2 separate regions of the Rattus norvegicus genome follow, and region 2 is linked to region 1. A link is a contact called in public Hi-C data. All regions are on one chromosome and are shown on one strand. The core of a region is the stretch at or near the end of the contact, and the rest is flanking DNA. Distances in the headings are between cores, read along the strand shown. Region 1 overlaps Rsph9 (radial spoke head component 9). Region 2 holds the start of Vegfa (vascular endothelial growth factor A).

What was found. Hi-C and Micro-C count contacts between places; a contact is called where the count stands out from the background.
Region 2: a contact with region 1 is called in a Hi-C map of liver, with 4 times the contacts expected there. The contact joins the promoter of Vegfa here to the enhancer-like site in region 1. A contact is called at or near these places in 12 of 12 Hi-C or Micro-C datasets (the A7r5 cell line, the Rat2 cell line, Schwann cells and 7 more).

What each region holds. Positions count from the first base shown.
Region 1 is chr9:22,343,597-22,350,476 of GRCr8, reverse strand. It overlaps Rsph9 (radial spoke head component 9), which reads right to left. Exons shown (of 5, transcript NM_001108205.2): 3 at 5,953-6,082; 4 at 4,980-5,126; 5 at 1-190. The coding sequence ends at 30. Among named protein-coding and RNA genes, the nearest start is that of Rsph9, 9.4 kb to the right of the region's middle. Within about 2 kb of position 2,671, at least 3 of the 93 cell types and tissues checked have an H3K27ac peak or open chromatin away from gene starts, as enhancers often do. A contact at or near this core is called in liver, where this site is marked.
Region 2 is chr9:22,448,950-22,455,829 of GRCr8, reverse strand. It overlaps Vegfa (vascular endothelial growth factor A), which reads right to left and starts at 2,976. Exons shown (of 8, transcript NM_031836.3): 1 at 1,897-2,976. The coding sequence starts at 2,499.

The DNA of each region.
Region 1 (6,880 bases), core at 1,422-3,921:
ACTTCTCATAAATATCCAGCCTGCCCCTCCTACAGCATGAAGGGCAGGTCCATGTTCTTCTCGCCTGTGCCCACATAGATGTAGCCGTAGTTCTTGGAGCGGGGAGCGTGGTAGAAGGTGAGGCCTGGCCAGAGCAGGCTGCGCAGTACCACCAGCGCGTTGCCCCTTTCCATCTGGATGCTCCAAGAGCCTAGAGGGAACAGACAGTCGAGGGCTGGCATAAAAGCTGCTGTAGTCCCAATTGCCACGCGCTCATGACACGGAGGACAGAGATGAGCCATCAAGCTAGGACTTAGAGGGCCCACAGATGGCATGGCTCCTTTTCCTTGCTCCAGAGTAAATCACTGACCTTGAGCCTCTGCTCTAGGTTGAGACAACCAGAGGCTCAAGCTGAAGTTGGGCCACTTCAGGCCTCCACCTCAGTGGTCTTCCCAAGTACTGGTGGGTGGAGCCATGCCCGGGGCGGGGGGGGGGGGGGGGGGGAGTCTGCCCCATGCTACTCTAGACCAGGCTGAGCTGTGCAGCCAGGATGACTTGGCTGGAAGGGCCAGATCCAGCTCCAAGGGAGGGAGCCGCTGTGTGGGAGGAAGGAGCCTGGGAAAATCGCCTCTGGATGCAGATCTGGGCTTCTATTCCCCTGCGCACCGAGGCCTCTCCCCCAAACCAGCCACAGCCCTGCTCTGGGCCCTGCCAGGAAGGCAAATAACTTTTGAAGGTTTTGGTACAGGACCAACCAGTTATGCTTGGGGGGGGCTGTTCTGGAGCCTTCATCAGCTGCCAACTCAGCCCCGGTGCTGGCTCCCACCACTGAGCTTCCTGCAGCCTACCTCCAGCCATGGCCCACCCTGGTCACTCCACACCCAGCAGTCCCACGACTCAATCCCCACCCTCCAGGGCCACCCCGCAGCAGAGCTGCTCACCCCGGGTAACTAGCTGCCTGCCAGGTCAGACCAGAGCTTTCTGGAAGCACGGAGGTCTGCTGCCCCGGTCCTGACTCAGCCGTGCACGGGACAGTGAGTGAAGGCTACACCATGGGCTCACTGCTTGCTCTGGTCCACAGTGCACCGTCAAGGAAGACTCGGAACATCCAGGCAAACAGGCCCTGGCTGGTACAACACTTGCTGACAGCTGTTCTTTGGGCACCTGAGGACCTTGGTGGCTTTCTTGGTCCCAAGTCTTCAGGCAACATTGCTTGAGGGGAGATGAGGATGAAGTGTGACAGAGCAGTGTCCCGGGACCCCTGTGTTTGATCCTTGACAACAAACACACCCAGAAATACACAGTTCTCCAGCCTTAGTCACACTACCACGGCCCAGAGCATCATTTGGACAGCTTTCTACAGAGACCTAACCCCTCCTTGCCCTTGGAGCCCGCAGCTCCACAGCCTCTGTGAGATAAGCAAGAGCAGACTCTGATTGCTCTGCCCACCCAGGGAGGCTGCCTTGCAGCTTCCCTCACCCAAGCACTGGCGGGGGAAAACAGCCTAGGGTCTACCTCGAACCCCACTGCAGCCAGATATCCATCCATTCAGTCAACAGCGTGGAGGCAGGGGGGCCCTCAGACCAGCATGTCTGCTCACCTCTTGCTTTGAGTAGATGGGGAGCATAGCCCAAGCCTAGCAACATGGGTAAACTGTGAGGAAGTAAAAACCATAAGCCAAGGAGGACGGGCCAAGCAGGCCAAAGGGTGCTAGCTGAGTTGTGGATGCCAGGGGCCAGCCTCTCTGCCTTTTTGTGCATTTCCACCATGCTCCTGTCCTCTCAGCCTCCCTTGTTCAGTCTGCTCATCATCCAGAGGACTCTGACTCTGATGCACATGCATGCACACGTGCGCACACACACTCTCCTCTCAGTGTGTCAGCTGACACTATGTATCTGTCACCTCTATCTCAACTGTGAACATGGAAACACTAGTCCCTTACAGCTGTGGTGGCCTTTGAAGAAATACTCTGGTGGTTCAGTTCACAGCCCGAGGTCTCCTCAGACTTGGCTTCCTCTCCAGAATACCTATGCTCTCAGACTGGGGAGAGGATCAGCCCTGGAACTCAGCCCCTGACCTATGCAGTCGGCAGGACATCCTCCTGGGTTTGCTAGTGCCAGGGTCTTACCCACTTCTCCAGTGTGGGGCCCTAGGCTGGAGTGGACTTCATTCTCCGGCCACCCAGGAAGAAAGGCTAACGTAAGGGAGAGTAAGGGTCAGGCTCAGACCAGGTTGTCGAGGGGCAGCAGGTAGCCTAAGCCTCAACCCCTAGACTTCATCACACTGAGCAATAGCCAGGAAGACTGGGTAGATGGCTCAGCAGCTAAGAGCACTGGCTGCTCTTTTAGAGGACTCAGGTTTGACTCCCAGCACCCACATGATGGCTCAGAACCATCTTAACACCAGTACCACAGTGGCCTCCATGGGCACCAGGCATACATGTGGTAAACAGATGTACATGCAAACAAAACACCCATACACATAAAATGAAATAAAAAATGACTTCAGGTCCCTGATGGGAGAAGCCACCATTCCCTTTCCCACAAGATAGAGTCAACCTTCCCAGAGGTTGGGGACAGAAAAAAAGATACCCCTGGTATCAGCCTCCCATATAAGCAGTGGGGTAGGGACAGGGTAGGAGCCATCTGTGTGCACCCCCATAAGGTTGATCCCACATTGTCCATTCTCTTCTGGCTCCCTGTTCTCACTCCACCAAAGGTCCCTTCCTTCTAGCCACCATCTCTACAGCAGCTTTTAAAGGTCAACTTCCTGGCTGCAGGACTCTTGCTGCCCTCTGCTGCCCAAACTGGGCATTGCACTGAGTGCTCTCTTTTTGGGACCCCAACCTGGACTTTTCTGTCAGCTCCACCCTGGCCACCTGCTGCCTCTGCTGCCTACTCCTCTGTCCCCCACCCCACCCCGACATCTTCCAGTATAACGTCTGCTTTTCAGCCTCTCTTGGCTGCTCTCAAACCTTCCTGATACAAGAGAGTTGTCTTTCTCATTCCAAGGGCACCAGGAGAGCTTGGCACGCAGCAGCTGCTCCATGCTCTGCTGACAGAGCAAAAGGTTAAGTACTGAATGGCAGAGTCCCAGTGAGGAATCTGGCTGCCCAACCTGCTGCTCCACCTGTCTTCCTGTGCAAGCCCACAGTCAGAGAAGTCTTAGCACCCATCAGCAGGGTGATCTTCCCAGGGATCCATCCTAGGGCATCGCATCGCCAGGAAGCTGGCCTCAGGCAATCTCTCTCTCCCTTCTCCTCCACCAATGCTGGTTCAGAGAGAGGCTGTGAGCTCTGGGCTTATCTCTGTGGGCACAGGGAGCAGGAGGCCCCAGGACAAGGCCTACTTCAACCACACCTGCTCAGAGGTGACCTAAGCCATCTTAAGTGACTGCTTCAGACTCAGAAAGCAATGTCCCTCTCTAGAAAGAGCTAATGGACAACTCCACTGCTCTTCGCCCATCCCCACTCTGCACAAGTCATCACCAAGCCATCTGCCAGGCAGGAGAGCCACCCAGCAGCTCATCCAGCTCGCTCACTACAAGAGTGTCCAGAGGGTCTGATAAGGGAGAGCCATCCCAGCCCTAGTCATTTTCCTTCTGTTGCCAATTGGTCCCAGAAGCCACCTACCTACCACTATAAGCCCACACTCAAGGTAACTTGGTTCAGGTGCCTCTGTGTGGTGGAACCCAGCTGCACAGGGCCATCATCCCTAACACTGTTAGTGGCCCTAGGACAGGAACCTGAGGGCTTGCATGCCCTTTTCTAGTCACCTGTGCACATTGCCTTCGATCATGGGCCTTCCTTTAAGCTTTCCCAACTCTTCCTACCTACACTTTCCAGGAACTCCTGGGCTTGGAAACATTATATATATATATATATATATATATATATATATATATCTCACATATATATATGTGTGTGTGTATATATATGTGTGTGTTTGTGTATATGTATGTGTATATATGTGTGTGTGTTTGTGTATATGTATGTATATATATGTGTGTGTGTATATGTATGTGTGTGTATATATACGTATATATATATATGCGCAACCAGTGCTATTAACTGCTAAGCCATCTCTCCAGCCCCAATAAAAAGGTTTTTTTTTTTTTTTTTTTTTTTTGGTTCTTTTTTTTTTTCGGAGCTGGGGACCAAACCCAGGGCCTTGCGCTTCCTAGGTAAGCGCTCTACCACTGAGCTAAATCCCCAGCCCCAAAAAAAGGTTTTTAACTTAAAATAGCATGGGGAACGAGGTGGATTATCAGTTAAGGTGCTTACGGCCATGCCTGACCATCTGAGTTAGATCCCTAGATCCCACAGGGTGGAAGGAGAGAACTGATTCCCACAAGTTGTCCTCTGACCTCCACGTGTGTTATGACATGTACACACAAACAAATCTATCAAAATATTTTTACTTAAAAATAGCCGTTGGCCAGACAGTGGTGGCACACACCTTTGACCCCAGCACTTGGGAGGTGGAGGCAGGTGGACCTCTGAGTTTGAAGCCAGCCTGGTCTACAGAGTGAGTTCCAGGACAGCCAAGGCTACACAGAGAAACTCTGTCTCAAAAAAGCAAACAAAAACAAACAACCAAAACACATTAGAAACTGGTTGGAAAAAAAAAAAAGCTCAGAAGTGCATTAAAAATGACAATGACGGGGCTGGGGATTTAGCTCAGTGGTAGAGCGCTTACCTAGGAAGCGCAAGGCCCTGGGTTCGGTCCCCAGCTCCGAAAAAAAGAACCAAAAAAAAAAAAAAATGACAAATGACAATCTGCTAAAATCTCCAGAGACACTGAGCCACTTCACTGCCCTGCTCCCCACTTAAGGTCAGGCTCTGGCAAAGCTCGACCTCGAGAAGTCAAGAGGTCACAGGTGAGCCACCAATGCTGACCCAGGTTCTCAGCCCCAGCCCTAGAGAAGGAAGGTATATGGCTGATCTACTGCTCTGATCAGAAGGCCATCCCACGTCCTGAAGCTCATGGCCTGTTTGTTACCTCTGGGGATATCATACTCCAGGGAGTCCAGGAAATCCAGTGAGGGCTCCAAGTCTGCCTTCTCAAGCAAGGTCTTGTTCTTCAGGTCAATGGCCTCCCTGAAGTGGAAGTACGAGCTAAGCTTCTTGATCTCAGACAAGGGCAGGCCTGGGAAGAGGAGGAGGACGGAGAGCAGTTAACCCCAAGCCCATGGCCACCATGCAGGGTTCTGTCCAAACCAGAAAGTGGAGCTCATTCCCTTCCCCCATACTTGACCCTGGCCCCTGAAAGGGAAGAAGCAGGTTACCCTGATGCAGGAAACCTCAAGCCCACCCCTCAGGGTTCGATGACTTCAATGGTTTGATCCTTTTCAGTGGCGCTGCTTAACCATCAACTGGGCACAACTGGGAATCACCAGGGGAAAGAGCTTGTTCGTTTGCTTGCTGGCTTTTTCATTCTTATATTTTCTGAGACAGTCTCATATGTAGCTCTGGCTACTCTGAACTCACAAAGAGTTCCTCCTATTTTCTGTTCCTGTGTATTCCCTAAACCAAAGTATATATTCACTAAGAAAAAAATACATGTTTTAATCCCTATTCCTTAAAAAAAAATGTCAATGTCTCTGCCTTTAGAATGCTGGGATTAAATGCACGCCAGCTTGGGAGGATCCTCATGAAGACGGAGCGAGAGCAGTGACTCGACCTGTAGGTTACAACCCCTGATTCCCACAAGTTGGGAATCTAATGACCCTTTCACAGGGTTGCGTATCAGGTATCTTGTGAACTGAACCCTCCCTCCATTCTGCTACTCTGTCAGAGCCCTGTTCACAGCAATAGATTGAAACTAGGCTGCCGGCAGCCAATCAGAAGCCCACCCTCCCGGTGCTATGGACCCAGCCCCTCTTCTCCAAGGAGGGCAGATGCCCCTGGTCCCCCAGACATATGCAACTGAGCCTTATTACCTCCTGCTCTGAGAGGATCCACGGGGAGCTCACCTTCAAAGGTCCGATTGACGTGGGTGACTCCAAAAGGGGTCTTGAAGAGGGCACCTCGAGGGACGATGGCCACAGCCTTGTCAATCTGGTCGATGATGGACACCAAGCGAGTCTCCTCCTTGATTTGGACCTGAGGGGACGGAAGAGGAGCATCCTGCCAGGGCACTGCGCCTGCTCACCCAAGGTGCAAAATGAAACTCTGCCTGGCCAATTCTTCTCCCCATCTGAGGTGTCTGGGGCTTGGGCTGTGTTGTGCTGAGTATGCATTTGCGCATTGTCTCCCCCCACTCCCCCGTGTGTGTGTGTGTGTGTGTGTGTGTGTGTGTGTGTGTGTGTGTCCCCTTCTTCCTTGAGTTGGCACTGCATATAGGTAACAAAATACTTAAACCACAAAAAATCCCAGTCCTCAAGCAGCCATTATGCTGCATTTGCTATGTTCCCTCCCAGAGACACGTCATCAAGTCACCATGCTTTTTATTCTGCGTTTGAAAATATGGAGCAAGAAAACAATCATAAAGCAGTCGGTGTAGCTCTCACCTAATGCATGCAATGCTCTGGGTTCAAATCCCCCCCCATCACATGTGCTGGCACACACCTGTAGCCTTGACACTCAGGAAGTGGAGGCACAAGGACCGGGAGTTCAAGATCATGCTTATTTATATACAGGGTTTCAGGCCACCGAGGACCACATAAGATTCTGTCTCTAAGAAAACAAGTTAGGGAAGCAGGGGTAGCTTTCAGTCCTGTGGGAAGAATACTTGCTTAACTTCTACAAGGTCTAGGGTCCAGTCCTTCGGACCCCATAAACCAGGTCAAGTTGGAAGTCATCCTTAGCTACATAGCAAATTAATGGCCAGCTTCTTGCAAGCCTGATTATCAGAACCTGGAACACATAACAGAGCTGGATACCTGCATACAGGGACACACA
Region 2 (6,880 bases), core at 1,727-4,226, 110 kb before region 1:
GGGACAGACTCCCACCCTTGGTCTGTCTCTGTCTCTTTTTCCTAAGAGCAATCCATCCAGGGCCCTCAGCCTTGCCACCAGGGCCAAGGTCAGAGGTGGCCCTTCTCAAGACATAGCCTCCCACTGCAGCTGCCCCAGGTTGGTCCTGGATTCTGCACTTCATCAGGCCCTCAAATACCCCCTCAATAGCCTCATGACATTCTCCTTCCTCCTCTGTCTAGACCCCAGTGGAGAAAGGAAACAGAAACTTTGAACCCCTTCCCAGATGGGGAGGTTCTAGGCAGGGACTGGCCAGGTGTCCTTCTCTGGGGGCCTCTGAAGGTCACACTGTGGCCAAGCACTCCTGCCCTCCTCCCCACATGAAGGCCCAGAACCAAGGCCTTTGTGCCAGGGTCTGGGGACCTCTGGATGGTGGCAGGGACACCTGCCCTTCTCCTTCCTTCTGCCTCCTTTCCAAGAAGGCTCTATAGCTGAGAATTAGAGGAAACGAGCATCAAAGGACCCTTTAGTAGGCAAATTGGGTGGGTAAGTTCAGAGTTAAACCACCTGCTCTCTGGGCATCAGGCTTTGCCAGGACAAAGTGTGTGTGAGATACTGACAAGGGATCCTGTCAAAGGAGTAGGAAAGGGCTGGTTCCAGGCTGCCCCTGTCTTAGCAAATATCAAGTCATGTTTCCAAAACGGGGGAAATAGGGTGATGTCAGTCCACCCTTCGTTGACCGCCCCCCCCCCAAAAAAAAGGTGAAACACAGCTAACTGGAGCTGCTAGGAGGAGAGGGAAGCACACCTTCACCAACTCAAAACTTAGGTCAGCGTTTCCACAAAGAACCCGAGGGTGGGCCCCAACACCCCCACGTCTGACAGTCACCGTCCTTTTCCTGGGCCCTGGGGCCAGGAAGGGTCCGATGAGTCTTCGCAAGGAAAAGGAAAATATAAAAGGGTGGGAAGGGCTTTTCTGCACACCAGGCAGGAAATGGGGGAAAGGGGGAAGGGGCGTCGGGTAATTCTGCCTAGAGCAAGGCACGGGTAGAAGTTGGGAACGGAGGAAAGGGGTATGGGAGTTTCTCCCGGTCCCGGAGCTGGGGATACCTCCAGAGGTCACCTTCCTCGCGGAGGGCCGGTGGGGGAGGGGCGCCGCTTGTCGCCCGGGTCTCCGGGCTCCAGCAGCCGCGGCTCCGGGAACACGAGGCCGGCCAGGCCCGGGCTGATGTAATCGGCTCTGCGCCGCGCGCGCCCGGCCAGGCGGGGGAGGGCGGGCACCGCGCGGGACGCGAGCGGGGACGGGAGGGGGTGGCGCGGCGCAGGTGGCCCAACAAGCTAGAGGGGTGGGAGAGGGTCCCCGCAGTAATCCATCCTAAAACTTTCCCCAAACTCACTGCAAAGGCCGAAGAGACCGAATGGCAGTGACAGCAAAGCCCCCTCGGTCGCCGGCGCCCTGCCCCCTCCACGATCTCTGCCCTCCCCCGGTCCAAGGTCCGAGCACCCCCAGGCATGCCCGCTGGGCTCCGGACTCCCGCCCCCTCTGCCCGGACTTCCAGTTCTCCCGGGACCCGCGACCCAGAGCAAACTTCTGCCGCCAGCTCGGGCGCAAGCCCAGCCCCCTCAGCCTCCTCCTCTGGCTCCCGCCCTCCGCTGCTCGGCCCAGATCGTACGTGCGGTGACTCTGGTGGGTGGGCAGGGCCCGCGTGGGCGGCGAGACTATCCTGGCGCCCTCCCACCTAGCGCGCACCCCCTCCCCCTCCACGTACGACGACAGAGGGGGACGCCTCGCGCCCGGTGCCCAAGGACCCGCGTGGGGCACGAAGCCCCCCACGCGCGCGCTCGCACGCACGCACGTCCCCAAGCGGGAGAGGCGCTCGCCATGGCCCGGCGACACCAGGCGGGCACGACCGCTTACCTTGGCATGGTGGAGGTACAGCAGTAAAGCCAGGGTCCAGTGCACCCAAGAGAGCAGAAAGTTCATGGTTTCAGAGGCCCGTCCGGGGCCGGCGCGGCTCGCGCTCCCTCTCCGGCTCGGACTGCGAGGCAGCCCGCTCTCTTGCGCGCCTTGGCGGGCTCCTCTCCCTTCTGGAACCGAGGCCCGGGCCGGGGCCTGGGGCGCGCGCGCGGCTGGAGCACTGTCTGCGCACACCGCCGCCTCACCCGTCCATGAGCCCGGCTCCCGAGAGCCGAGCGCCCACTGCGGCCCCCTCTCCTCTTCCTTCTCTTTCTCCCCTCTCTTCTCGGGCCCCGGCTTCTCCAGGCCCGAGCTAGCACTTCTCCCAGCTCCGATCGGTTTGCCTCCTGCGGCGCAGACCACGGCTACTCCGGAGAGAGAAGAGCCCAGAAGTTGGACGAAAAGTTTCCGTGCAATCCCGCGAGCCCCGACCCCCTCCACCCCGCCTCCGGGCGCGGGCTTCGGCTCCTGCTCGCGGCTCGCCGCCGCGTCCACCGTCGGCTGCCCGCCGGCGAGGAGGTGGGCGCTGGGGCTGGGGGCGGTGTCTGTCTGTCTGTCCGTCAGCGCGACTGGTCCGATGAAAGATCCCAAGGGGGAGGGCTCACGCCGCGCTCTGGCGGTCACCCCCAAAAGCAGGTCAGTCACTTTGCCCCTGTCCCTCTCTCTGTTCGCTCGCCAGCGCGCTCTCTGACCGGTCTCTCTCTCTCTCTCTCTTCCTTGACTTCTCTCTGGAGCTCCTGCTACCTCTTTCCTCTGCTGATTTCCAAAATCCGAAGTAATTTGAGGGAGTGAAGGAGCAACCTCTCCAAACCGTTGGCACGATTTAAGAGGGGAATAGGAAGCAAAAATAAATTAAAGCGTAAAACAATACAGTTTAAGAAAAAAAAAAGAGGTTTGAATATCAAATCCCAGAGCACAGACTCCCTGGCTGATGAGTCCGTTGAATAGTCTGCCTTGTCGCTGCGTCTCGCGACAGAGCTCCGCTGCCGCCGCTCAGCTCGCCCCCAGCGCCGCGGCCTCGCTGCAGCTCGGCTGCCCCAAGCCTCTGCGCTTCTCACCGGTAACAGCGGTGGAAAAAAAAGGAAATCTGGCCCCGCCCCCAAAGGCCCCGCCCCAGGCCCGCCCCGGGGGCGAGGCCAGGCCGAACCAGGCACCGCCTTTCAGAAGCCCCTAGGCCACTACTGCGAAATAGAAATCTAAACCCCTTACCAGGGTCCATAGCCTGAGAATTATCTGTCCACCCCTTCAAACTTGGCTCGGGGACACACTGGGAATCCCAGGGTGTTGGGAATCAGGGGAGACAGGAGAGTGAGGGCAATTTCCTTTCCCAGGAATGTAGGAGAAAGTGGGGGGGGGGGGAGGCGGAGAGCTGGCAAGGACGTATGGGGAGACGGACACCCGGAGTGACCCCTGGTCTTCTCCCCTACCTCACAAACACACTATACCCAGACACACACGCACATGCACGCACGCACTCACATTGACACACGCGTCCTTCCTCACGCAGACTCGGCTCGCCCAAGTTCACGATCTCCCCGTGATGGCCGAGCGCCCCCTAGTGACTACATTATGCACACCCCAACTCTGGCTCAAATGGCACGGGTCTTGGACAGGGGGTGAGAGTTGACTGTTGAGCACCGCAGGCTTTGACTTCCCAAATAGTTGCGTGTTTCTAACACCCACCCCCCAACAGTTGCTTGTTTGACCTCGGAAACAGAAACTCTAGGATTATATATGGGGCGGGGGGCTACGTGGAAGGCAAGTATGCTTATCTGAGCTCTTGTCTGATCTTCATACATAAGGAACTAGGGCCCTGGGGTGAATGGGATTCCCTGGGAAGTTTCCAGAGAGGCTTCTCTGGAGAGGATATGGCATCAAATGTGTGACACTGAGAACGGGAAGCCGAGCAGTTAGTCAGTGGCCCGGAGGGAGACGACCTGTGGAAGCCCACGTATGCACTGTGGAGTCTGGCAGAGCCCTGAGGGAGAGACAGCTGGGCAGACAGAAGCCCTTGTTCCTCCTGATCACACCCCCCACACACAAACACCCAGATGTTGCCAGGGAACTAAGGCCAGTGTGCCAATGGGGGCAGAAGCAGGCCAGGCCTGCGTGGTGATTCAAACCTACCCTAGCATTCAGAAACGTAGTTAGGCCAGCTGCCCAGCGCTGCCACCAACTCCGGGTAGGATGGGAGTAGAGGTAAGGCTCCCTCAGTTCTAGCCTAGGCTCACAGTTCATCTTCTAAACAGAGTTCAGGGTTGTACTCTGCCCCCTCCCATTCTACCTAGGACCCTTGGCCATTTCTCTATGCTTGTACACTTAGCCTGTGTGGCTCTGTCCCCTCCCTTTCCACAAAGTCCCCTTCACCTCCTCGTGTCTTCCTTAAGAGCTCCCCAAAGCCCCCACCTCCAGCCCACCCTTGGATATAGGAACCAGCCTGGAAAAATTCCTGGTTGGGCTTTGGCCCAGCTGCTCCTAGGCTCCCCTGGGAACAAGAGGGGGCTCTGATACCTGTGGGAAGAGAGGGACCAACCAGTCCCAGCCCTCACCCAGGTCTGCTGAGCTTCTGAGAAAGGGAGCCAACAGTCTTCCTACTGGTCCCCCGAAAAGGTTACTCCACCATCTCCATCCCTCTGCACACAGTACTGAGGCTCCGTGGGATGCTGGTACCTGTTGGGAACCCCAATTTCAATGGAGCAATGTTATGAGGATCTTATGAGGAAAAAAGCCACCCCATCCCATCTGGCCTATCATAGCTGCCCTGAGTCACCTCCCGGATGGCTCTCTTTTAGCAGGGAGAGTAGTTAGTAAATGCTTACGGGCCCAGAGCCCTCCCATGGGTTTCCTCACCTGATCTATAATCTATGCAGCTAAGAGGCACTGGAAAGGAAAGCTACCAAATGCCTGTCCTTAACATCCCAAGAGCACCAGATGTAGCGCCGTGTCAGGGAGCCCCTGTCCCTCATCACGGTATAACAGAGGCTGTGGACACGTAAGGCTCCCAATGCTCTACTCTTCAGTCACTCTCATCTCTACCTTCTACAGCAGTGGTTCTCAGCCCCCCAACACTTTCACAGGGGTCGCATATCAAATACCCTGCATATCAGTTATTTACAGAAGAGGGACTCAGTAAAGGATCCCGAGGTTTGGAGGAAAACGAAGAAGCTTTGAGGAGGGGAAGGGTTAGTTAGCTACCTATAACTTCATGGCTTTAGCTTCCTCCTATCCCAAGACAGCCGTGATATCTATATGTATATGTGTAGTATATGTGTAGTATACATATAGTATATGTATAGTGTATTATACATGTAGCATATGTATGTATAAGGCGTGATACCACCATATAAGGTTCCCAGAGGAGTCCGAACAATGACACTTCAGATTTCCCTTTCCAAAGCACCAAAGCTATGCTAAGATTGGGGCTTGGCCTGAAGGGTTTTGAGAAACCCGTATCAGGGTAGGGACGGGCTGCCTATGTCCACCGTGCGTTTTAGAGACACAATCTGAAGCTGAGTCAGAGGAATGGTCACTTCTGGATTCCATTCAAGCCGCACATCGCCTCCAACACACATTTCACAACGATGAAGTCGTAAGCGTCACGCTTAGACTGTCACTAAGTGAAACCTCGGGGTATCTAGAAAGAAGGGGGAAAGAGACAAGTCAAGGGTCACGCTATTCCTGCTCTTCCTGGGGGGCTCACTTCCCAGCATGCACTTCATCCCAGAATAGATTCCATTCATCTTCTCTCCCCCAGGTCACTGCCGGACAGGGGACATCAGACTGTAATGGGCCTGGCAGAAAGGAAAGTATTCTAAAGAGATGCTTATGTTTCTCAATCTGTCGGTCTATTTAAACAGTGTACCCCCAAAGAGATGGGGATTTCACCTGTCGATCTCATGCTGGCTATGAGACTAACCAGGACGGATCTTGGCCTAGCATCGTGGGATAATGGGGAACCATCCACTAGGTGGTTAATCAGTGACATCTTACTTTTCAGAGACAGGGAGGAAATTGTCAGGACTGAAATGAAGTCAGGAATGCTCACCTGTAACCCTAACACTCAGGAGGTTCATGAAGCAAGGACAGCCTAGGCTTCTTTTTTTTTTTTTTTTTTTTTTTTTGTTCTTTTTTTTCGGAGCTGGGGACCGAACCCAGGGCCTTGCGCTTCCTAGGTAAGCGCTCTACCACTGAGCTAAATCCCCAGCCCCCAGCCTAGGCTTCTTGTTGAGACCCTTTCTCAAACTGGTGACATGGGGCAGCTCGTATCAGCCCTTCCAAAAGTAAAGGCCAAAAATTGATCCTTCCTCCTCCTCTTCCTCTTCATCTTCTTCATTTTCTTTTCTTTCTTTTCTTCCTTCCTTCCTTCCTTCCTTTCTTTCTTTCTTTCTTTTTTTTCCTTCTGAGACAGGGTTTCTGCCTTGAAGAATTTCCGGGGACAGACTAATAATATACCAAAGGCAAGATGAGGAAAGGTCTTTCAGCATTACCCAGCAAAGCAGATATGTTGGCTGGCCCAAAGTGCTTCCTGCATTTATTGGCACGGGGGTCATGGACTCCCAAGCAGTGGCTACATTCATCAGGCCACTCTGATTTGGGCAGGACCCTGGTTTTCCTCAGTGTGGAAGAGGCTTCCTGTCTACATGTAAGCAAAAGACTAAACTGATGAGGATATATAATTGCTAGGAGCAGGTGAAGCCATCCTGGAGGAGGTGACACGTTAGGTTGGGTTTTGATGGAAAAGCAGGAGTTTCAGAAATTTAGCCATTGGAGTTAACTGGGGATAAAGCAGAGACAAAGGATTTCTAGAGAGTTCTGTAAGGTCTGCTGGGTCCTCCTCTAGGTCTGAGGATAAGGACTTGGAGGATAGGCCCAGCCAAGGGATTGTATTAAGGAACATCCCAGACAGACCCCAGGGGACAATACTATTGCTCAGTGAGTTCCACAC